Regions from separate parts of the Rattus norvegicus genome. Here region 2 is linked to region 1. The links are chromatin contacts, called in public Hi-C maps. All regions are on one chromosome and are shown on one strand. The core of a region is the stretch at or near the end of the contact, and the rest is flanking DNA. Distances in the headings are between cores, read along the strand shown.

Region 1 (4,600 bases), core at 502-3,001:
AAAAAGGGAACCTAAGTCTTAGGTAAGTGACTATAAGCCCAGATTAGATTTTGTTTTTAGGAAGAACAATTTAGATCAGGGGTGATGCCATGAGAGGAGGTGCACACCTTTGAACCCAAAACAAACAAGAACAGGGGTATGGGAAGATGGCTCTTATATTTGTGCATAATGTATAAGGTTTGGTGCCCCATGCTTTTAATCCCAGCACTCAGGAGACAGGGCCAAGCAGACCTCTGTGAGTCTGACGGAGTTTGGTTTCCAGTACCTACACCAGGCAACTCAGTTTCAGAAGAGCCAATGCCACAATGGGCAGAACTCATTTGCATGGTCCACTCCATATGTATATGAAAAGAAAATTAAACAGTAAACTCATGTCTTAATATTTTTAGTATAGGCTGGGGAAGTAGCAAAGTAGTGGAATGCTTTCCTAACATGTGTAAAATCCTGGGTTTGATTCCAGTTCCAAGGGATGGGGGTCTGTTACATGCTGTTGGTCTATTAGACCAGTTAGAGCCTTCCCCTCTTTGAACCAGCCCAGCAGGTTGCTTAAACTCCTGCTTTGACATACCATACACATCTCTATCTTGTCTCATATGCAACCTCAAAAACGCCTTCTATGCGCAAGACTCTCTTCCTCATTGTTTTACCCTACTTTGCAGCTGAGAAGACCCAAAACTCTGGTATATAAGGTAATTGGCTTCCTCTATTCATTCCTTCAAGAAATCCCATTGTGGTTTGCAGTCTGAGGGCAACAGGATTACTGATAGGCTTTGAAAACTCACAAAGCAACAGAATCGCCCTAGAGCCTTAGAAGGCTTAAGGATGTCCAGCACATTCTACGAAAAAGCTACAGAATTATGCACTTTGGAGAGATGTATTTTTAAAAGCACTAGGACAGACTTTGAGCCCATTCCTAAAAAGTTACCAATTTAACGAAACGCAAATTTTATCATCCTCCAGGTACATTTCACTCCTCTCTTCCCCATCAAACAACGAGGCAGTGATGTCTCGGCTAGACACTGATGCGGCATCCCTTGGTCCATGCTCTGGCCAGCATGATGCCTTGCACAGAAGGTCGCAGAAAAAGAGATCATTCATACAAGACGTTCTAATGTCTGACCTTGGTCCATGCTCTGGCCAGCATGATGCCTTGCACAGAAGGTCGCAGAAAGAGAGATCATTCATACAAGACGTTCTAATGTCTGACCTTGGTCCATGCTCTGGCCAGCATGATGCCTTGCACAGAAGGTCGCAGAAAGAGAGATCATTCATACAAGACGTTCTAATGTCTGACCTAGAACATCCGCTACGCTTTGGGGTTCCAGGATCCGACACCAGGAGCACAATAAGCATCGCTTCTCCCCAAACCCCGCTAGAGAAGCAGCATGTTTTAACCATAACAGATACCAATCCCTCTTTCCAGCTCAAGTCTCACCAGCCGCACTGCCTACAGCGTCGACTCCAGTTTCGCCATCAGATTCAGGATCTGAATATTCCGCATAAACTGCAAGAGACGACAAAACATTCTTCTTCCCCGCCATTTTATTCCCACAGCACGGTGTGGCTCACACCTATGACTCATAAGCCGATTTAGGTGCGAGAAAACCAACTTCTTCCGCATCCCAGGAGACTCCGCGCCCGACTGAAAACCAATCAAAAGGGCCGCTTCTGGGCATGGCTCCACCCCTTACGCGCAGCTCTTGGAAACGTCATCAGCACGGGACGGAAGTAAGGTTTTGCGGCTTCTACTTCGCTGGCTACTCGGGCGGTTTGGTTTCTGAGTTAGAATTAGGGAGTAGTGTTCTTTAAAAAGCTGCAGAGCCAACCGAAAAGAGCCTGGGGTCTGACATCTTAGGGAGCATTTGGCTGGCGAAGGGCGAAACCTGTTGACTTGGGGCCCAGAGGAAGGGGGGCTCGGCATCCTGTAAGGGAGAGTGGTCTCTATGGCTTTGCTTCTAGAACAAGGACCCTAGAAAAAGGATTCCAAGTTCTCCAGTCGGATCTGAAGACGTTTGCGGGCTTTGTTGTGGTTCAGTTTCTAGTTCTGTTCCACTGACCTGGAAAGTTCATTGTTTTTATTTTCATTAAAGGGAGAAGTGATGTTAACTCCTCAGGGATGTATTGCGTGAAGCAATTCAACCTTCACTTTTACTGCTGGAGAATGATATATTTAAGCGTAACATAGCAGATTATACTGCAGAAGAAACAAAGGCTATATTTTAAAGCGGAGCAGGGGGTTTCCTGGGATAACCTTTGACTACCTTTGCATTCACCTTTTGGCTGCTGCTTTTTGCAAAGATGAGCGCCCGTCCTTTCTCCACTCCCTTCGACCGGGAGCGGCGAGTCCGGAGCACCCTGAAGAAAGTCTTTGGGTTTGATTCTTTTAAAACACCTTTACAAGAGAGTGCGATCATGGCTGTAGTGAAAGGTAACATGACAAGCTACCTGTTTTGCAGACTGCTGGTTGTACCGTCGTATCTCTGTAGCACAACACCCTCTTGACTCCTACCTCCTCACCCTTTATCCATTACTGGTTTGGAAATCTTTCACAACTAAAGCTAGGGGTTGTTTATTGATGGTAGGTGTCTATTTGTTTGTTCGTTTATTGATATGCTGTCTATGTAGCCCTGGCTGGCCTGGAATTCTCTATACACATCAAGTTGGCCTCAAACTTGAGCAGCCCTTCTGCTTCTGGGTTATTAAATACTGGTATTACAGGTATGGGCTATCATAACCTGCTACAAGTTTTGGACAGAACCACTCACGAGTGTTCTGGTGTTTATTCATAGCCAGACCCACAGATTGCCCTTGACGTCTGTTCCTAGACGCCCGTTCTTGTTCCTGCACAGGTAGTAGCAAGGGCAGCAGTAATGCTTAATCCTGTCAGTGACCTAGGTAATCCTCTTACTTGTAAGTTCAGTAGCTTGAGTTCCAGGTAGAAAAGAAGAGACTATAACATTTGAAATGTAAATAAAGAAATATCCAATAAAAAAAAAAGGAAAAAAAAAAGACTCAACAACAACAAAAAAGAAAGAAAGAAAGACTAATAACACTGTAAGCTGGAGAGACTAGGAACACTGTAAACTGGAAATAGGGTGACTGAGGTTGTCCAAATGGGAGGGAACAGCAGTGCCCTACCAGTGACAGGCTTATTAACAGACTTCTGAGTGGTAAAATAGCCTTGGCTTTCTACCCCGGTGTGCCCAGAACTCTGCTTCCCTGGGTGTTTAATCCAAACACTCACCCCCCCAGCAGCTCAAGACTACTTAAGCCTTGTTCTGTTTGTTTTTAGAAACAAGTTCTTACTACACAGCTTGGCTGCTTAGCTGACCTAGAACTAGCTATGTAGACCACTGGCCTAGAACTAGCTATGTAGGCCAGGCTGGCCTCGAATTTCCAGAGGTCAGTCTTCCTCTACCTATACCTCCTGAATGCTTTCTTACTTTTTGATGTTTTGAGACGCAGTTTCTCTCTGTAGTCATAGCTGTGCTGGAATTGACTTTATAAACCAGGCCAGCCCCTGCCTCCTGAGGGATGGGATTAAAGGTGTGTGCTACCACACTCGATGAATGCTTTGCTTATTTTTATTACCCTTATTGTTAAGTTCAAGACCACCACCATAAAAGACTCCCAGACTCAATTTAGATTTTAATTAGCCAAATTTGGTAAAGCTGTCAGCCTCGCCGCAGTCTCGACACTTGATCTTAGCCAAAAGGCCGAGAAGCGATTGCCGCAGTCTCTGACCCAAATCAAGGATGTGCTACCCAGAAGTGGGTAAGGAAGGGCTTTTAAAAGCAAAATCCACGAAAGCTCTTCTACCCTGCCAAGATTAGATAGTCAAGGTGACTCTCTAAATAGTCCTTGAATGACTGCATAAGCAAGACACAGAAGCCACAATCAGCAGTTAGTCAGAGCATAACAAACTAATGGTCAGGGCTGCCCATTTCTGAGTATGTGGGGGGGGGGGGTGTCAAGGAGTCAAGGTTGCTGGGAACTTATCTTCAGGAACTCGAGTCGGACACAGATGGTAACCAGCACAGAATGAAGTTTCTTTAGCTATCACAGTATCACCGTTAGAAGCAGTTTTTCCGAATGTCTCGGTCTCCCAAGCGTGGGGAAGGGAATAAATGGAAGGAAGCAAACCTTATACCGAGACATTCCCGTGTGCAGATGCTCTGCTAGATGCTTTCCCTACATTCTCATTTGATTTCCAACAATCATCCAGGCTTAGTTGCATAGGGCTGGAATCCCAGCATTTGGAACACAGAGTCAGGAGGATCAAGCAAGTTCAAAGCCAGCTCAGTCAACAGAGCAAATTCCAAGTCGGCTGTGGTTAAGTAGTCAAAATCCTTCCAAAAAAAGAAAGAAGTGGTCACAGGGGGGTGGGGGGGCAGGTATGGTGGATGGTGGTGCACTCAGGAGGCAGAGGCAGGCAGATCTTGGAGTTCAAAGACCAGCCTGGTGTACAAATTGAGTTCCAGGACAGCCAAGGCTGCTACACCAAGAACCCCTGTCCAAAATAAATAAATAATGGTAAAGAAAACAAATTACTCCTTCAAAGGCATTAATGCAAGAGGCATTCAGATCTATTGAAGTGTTC
Region 2 (5,227 bases), core at 129-2,628, 61 kb before region 1:
ATGTGCTGTATTATCCTGTGTGCTATAGGAGACCTGGGACTTGCCGTTGTCCAGGATGTGCCGGATGACAGGGATGCGGGCCACCTGGTCTCCACGACTCACTGAGTATTCAGGCTGCTCAAAGGACACTATCCCGCTAGCTGCAAGGAACCGGGGTGCTGGTCAACAGTCCTGGATCCAATTCCTTCTTAGCTCCTTCCCTCCCTCCCACCCACTCCAGGCTCCAGAGGGATGGGATGGAAATTTCTTCATAAAGAAGTGAAGGGGCTAAAATAAAATCCAGCAGGCAGCCTGGAAAGTCAGGGACAGGGACAAGTACCTAAGAGTTGGGGATTCCCACTTGGACTGAGGATGTAGCTCAGTGGTAGAGCATCTGCCTGCCATGTTGGGTTTTGTCCCCAACACCACAAAGAAGAAAGAGGAGAGACTGAGCCGTGACTACCACTTAGACCTGTACCAGGTGCTGTGCAAAGGCACAGCGATGGCCTCCTGTGCCCATTTTACAGATGGAGATTCTAAGGTTCTCAGAGAGTAAGTGATTGGCCTAGGCCCCATGGCCCTGTCCCACTTCCACTTGATATCAGGAGGATCAAGGAACTCAGACCCCGGCCCCCAACCCTGACCAACCTTGCTCCTTAATGATGGTGATGTTTACCAGGCGTCGACCAAGGGTGGCAGTGCCCACGGGGACATCAATGGCCTCCACCAGCAGCTGTTTCTCATCATCATCCTCAGGCCGGATGAAGAGGGGCACACGCACGTCCACCAGCTCTACCCCCTCCTGGAACTCCACCATGCCCCGGGCATCTGGGGTACGAGTCAGACATGGGTCTCGGGGCCACGTGGGGGAGGGGAGGTGGAGCAGCGTAAGGTGAGGAGGCTGCATTACCTACCCTGCTCTGCTGTGAGGGTGTAGTAACCAGGGGCCACCTTGAGTTCATGGAAGGACCCCTGCTCCACCTGCTTCTCTGTCAGCTTCAGCAGCGACTGCTTGGCAGAGCGGGGCGCCAGCAACACTGTGTCCACAATGGTGTGGTCTTGCCTGGGTTGTGTGTCCAAGTAGAGGAGGAGGGACAAGATGTGAGTCAGCACTGGCTCCTCCTCCTCCACCATCCTGCCACTCACCAGGGCTTCCCCGCCCACCTCACCAAACAGGGCTGCTGTACAAGGGTTGGGTGTGGGGCAGCAGGGAGGCTCAGGCCAGGGACTTAACCTCCCTGAGTCTCGGTTTTCTCATTGGAAAATGGAGTCAGAAAGGGGGACACTCTGGCAGTCACCGAGAATGTTGGCTGAGATGGCTGTGAGCCCTCAGAGGTGCTGGTCAGAGCCTGGCCACGTGTGGCCCATTCCAGTTCTGACTAGCTGTAGGGCTCCTTGTCACCCACCCTCCTCCCCAGCAGGGCAGAAGCTGCAGGACCTGATGTCTGTTTGGTAACCTGCCTGCAACTGAGGCTCAGTGTGAGAATCTCTGGCCCTGGGAGAGGAGGGGCAGGGCCACGAGCCCATGGGGCAGGGGCTGGTCTCTGTTTTGTTTTAGTTGAGGGGTCGATTCACGGTAAATGCATCTTATAAGTAGTTGCTTGATGAACAGACCTTGGAGGGAAGGAATTGAGGGCCTAGCCAATGGCAGACTTAGGGCCTTCCCTTCCTAAGGTTTGATCAGAGGGCTAGAGCGGGTGGGCAGGTAGGTGGTCGGAGCTCAGGGTGGAGGGAAGGAGGTGGGACTGCCCATCTTGTATTCTTCAACTCACTTTTTCCCAGCGTTGGGTTGCTGTCTGTGGGGACAAAGGAGGGCCATGAGCCATGTGTCTTTTGGAGTGGGAGCTTGAGTGAACAACTCCCATCCAACCCTGGGCACCCTGGCTGCCTGAGAGCAGGGTTCAGTGCAGGCAGGTACCCCAACACCACCACACACACACACCCGACCTGGGGCTCCCCAGGACTCACCGGAACTTCGTCTGCTGGAGCTTGTGTACGCCGTTGACTTGTCTGTATACCTCATTCAGCTGTCAGGCAAGGGGAGAAGGTTGAGATTAGGCCAGAGGACCTCTCCAGCTTAGGTTCCCTAGGCCTGAGGGATGAACCCTGAAAGCCAGGCTCTGCTGCCACCCAAGATGACCCCATTCGAAGCACACGTCCAAAGAGCTCCTCTCCCTCCTGCCTAGAAAAGTCTAGGTTCCGGGGCTACAGCCCTCGGCTCTCCCACAGGCGGCCACCGCACCCACGTCTGGTGGTCCCCACTCAGCTGATTCTGGTCCTCACATTTTCCTCCACCTCCTGGCGTAGCTGGTCACACTCTCGGGTGCCAGGCTTCATGAGGTTCTCAGTGCAGAGGCGGCCAAGGCGCAGGGATAGCCCATAGGGTACTGTGTGGGAAATATGGGCACCGTCAGCCCGCTATGCAGAAGGCACTGCAGAGCGTGACCTCTACACCCCAGCCTAAGGCCAAGGACAACTGGCCGTTGTCATTGTGTCAGGTACACATAGGCCCTAGAGTCTTGGTGCCATCGTGATGGGCCATAAAGGAACTGAGTCCCCAACCCCCAACGAGAACAGGAATGGTATGACCTGGGTCAGGGACAGAAATCCCAAGAAGGGCAGCATCCAGCCCTGCCCCTCACCGAGCTCTGTGGGGCTGATGCTGGCAGCATGGGTGGCAAAGCCAGGCCGTTGCACATTGTTGGTGATCTTCCAGCGGACTGTGTCTCGTCCCTTGAGGTTCCCACTTCTCAGCATGGGCGTGTCCAGGTGGTCAGAGGCCATCAGGTTCTCCCGCAGCATATAGTGATCTTCCTTAAAGCCCACCATGTGACCTGCGGGGAAGGGTCCTCAGCACCAGGGACCCCACCTAGGCCTTCATGCTTTTTTTTTTTTTTTTTTTTTTTTTGGTTCTTTTTTTCCGGAGCTGGGGACCGAACCCAGGGCCTTGCGCTTCCTAGGCAAGCGCTCTACCACTGAGCTAAATCCCCAACCCCTCACCTAGGCCTTCATAGCTGTACCCATCAGGTGGAACCCAGGGCCTCCACTTTCTCTGCTTTTGGCTCCACCCACACATCTCCTCCGGCCCAAAGAAAAAGCAGTCAGATACCCACTGCTCACACTTGTGCCTGGCCCATACCTTGGTTGCAGCAAGGAAGAAGTCCCAGGCAGGCCTAGGAGATAAGAGTTAGAGGTGAGGTTAGGATGGTTGTCCCAGGTTAGATAGGCCACTCCAGGCACCTCCACGTCAAGTCTTTTCACTAGAAGTGTGTGTGTATGTGTGTGTGCATGCACGAACATGTGCAGGAGCCTGAGGAGGACACGTGTGTGTATAATGTGTGAACATGTGTGTGAGTGTGTGTATATATGTGTGTGTGTGTGTGTGTGTGTGTGTGTGTGTGTGTGTGTGTGTATGTGCAGGAGTCTGAGGAGGACACCAGGTATCCTGCTCTGCCATTTTCCACATTATTCCTTTGACACAGGATCTATCATTGAACCCAGAGATAGGCTGGTGGCCTCCCACAGCACTGGGGTTACGAGGTGATAAGGATTCAAAGTCAGGTCCTCATGCTGCTTCAGCAATGCTCTGACTCACTGAGATATCCTCCCAGACCCTACTTCTCTCACCCTCCCCTTCCTTTAAAAATAATCTTTCACCAGGCATGGTGGCGCACACCTTTAATCCCGGCACTCAGGAGGTGGAGGCAGGCGGATCTCTGTGAGTCTGTGAGTTCCAGGAGAGCCAGAGCTGTTACACAGAGAAACGCTGCCCCCTTCACACACACACACAGGCGCGCACACACACACACACACACACACACACATGGAGGTCAGAGGATAACTGATAGGAGTTGGTTCTCTCCACCACGTGGGTCCCAGAAACCAAAGTAAGGTTGTCAGTCAGCTATGGCAGCTGGCAGCTGGTGCCTTTTCCTGCTAAACCATCTTACCAACTCTATTTTAATTTTTACAATTAATTTTTATTTATTTTGAGACAAGGCCCCCTCTATGTAGTCCTGGTATGCCTGGTACTTGCTCTGTAGACCAGGCCTGGAGCTAACAGAGATCAGCCTGCTTCTGAGTTCTGAGATTAAAAGTGTGGGCCACCGTGCTTGGGTCTCTGCTTATTTATTTTTGAAACAGGTTTTCATGTAGCCCAGGCTGCCCTCAAACTTGCTATGTAGTTGAGGACAACCTTGGCACACTCCTGCATTCTTATCCCCAGATGATAGGAATCTCTCTGTCTCTCTGTCTCTCTCTGTCTCTTTGTCTCTGTCTCTCTGTGTCTCTGTCTCTGTCTCTCTCCCTCCCCCACCCCTCCCGCTCTGGTTTGTTTGAGACAAAGTCTCACTATGCAGCCTTGGCTGGCCTGGATCTTGCTATGTAGACCAGGCTCTCCTTAAACTCACAAAGATCCCCCTGCCTCTGCCTCCTGACTGCTGCTGGGATTAAAGTTGTTCACCTCCACATCTAGCTCTGCCCCAGTGTTATGGCATGTTTGGGATCAAGTCCAGGGCTTCATAAGTATGAAGCAAGACCAACATCAACTCAGCTACATTCCTAACCCATTATGTAGACATTTGAAGGCTCTGAGGAGTACATACTTCTCTAACAAATTTGATCATAGAACCCACTTCTGTGTACCACACACACATCCCACACTGCCATGGGTTAGAGCAGTATGTGGTCTCTGCCCCTACAACCCTGCATTCTGATGCTATGCACCCCTCAAGTCTGTTGCCTCTGCTGACAGCCCCTGATTGTTAGCTTCTGCCCGCCTTGTTCACAGGGGGATCACATGGGACCAACTCCATGATAAGTACTCTGCGGCTCTGGCCACTGAGGCCCCAAAGCAGGAGGCAGTAAAGTCAGGCAGATGCGGTCCGCTCTGCCATGGCCGCTCTCAATCCTCTATAATCTTTCATCCAGGAGGCCTGGGCCGGGCACTTACTTTGCAGCAGGCACAGTATTTCCAGCAGAGCAGCAGAAGCAACACCAGGAGCAACAGGAGGAAGATGAGCAGGGGAATGAGCCACCAGAAGGAGCCGGGAGGGCAGTCTGCAGGGTGTGAGGAGAGGCAGTGAGCACGTCCACCCGGGCTGCCAGGGGCCACAGGCTGCGCGCACCCATCTGCCAGCTCACCTTTCTTCTTGTGGACCAGGACGGTGCTGTTGGGCCCAGGGCTGCCGTCGCCCTCCACGGTGTAGCTGTAAGTGCAGTCGTCATCCTCGTCCCGGAAGGAGCAGTA

Evidence for each region. Hi-C and Micro-C count contacts between places; a contact is called where the count stands out from the background.
Region 2: a contact with region 1 is called in a Hi-C map of Schwann cells, with 6 times the contacts expected there. The contact joins the enhancer-like site here to the promoter of Recql5 in region 1. A contact is called at or near these places in 11 of 12 Hi-C or Micro-C datasets (the A7r5 cell line, the Rat2 cell line, Schwann cells and 6 more) and 1 of 1 datasets of contacts at active chromatin or transcription factors (oligodendrocytes).

Annotation. Positions count from the first base shown.
Region 1 is chr10:101,661,733-101,666,332 of GRCr8, reverse strand. It overlaps Recql5 (RecQ like helicase 5), which reads left to right and starts at 1,751. Exons shown (of 19, transcript NM_001105853.1): 1 at 1,751-2,428. The coding sequence starts at 2,299. Sap30bp (SAP30 binding protein) reads right to left here and starts at 1,578. Exons shown (of 11, transcript NM_001108305.1): 1 at 1,436-1,578. The coding sequence starts at 1,541.
Region 2 is chr10:101,721,677-101,726,903 of GRCr8, reverse strand. Itgb4 (integrin subunit beta 4) reads right to left here. Exons shown (of 40, transcript NM_013180.2): 17 at 5,122-5,227; 18 at 4,931-5,037; 19 at 3,119-3,152; 20 at 2,622-2,813; 21 at 2,263-2,366; 22 at 1,948-2,006; 23 at 1,752-1,775; 24 at 894-1,042; 25 at 628-807; 26 at 1-140. Among named protein-coding and RNA genes, the nearest start is that of Itgb4, 19 kb to the right of the region's middle. Within about 2 kb of position 1,378, at least 1 of the 93 cell types and tissues checked has an H3K27ac peak or open chromatin away from gene starts, as enhancers often do. A contact at or near this core is called in Schwann cells, where this site is marked.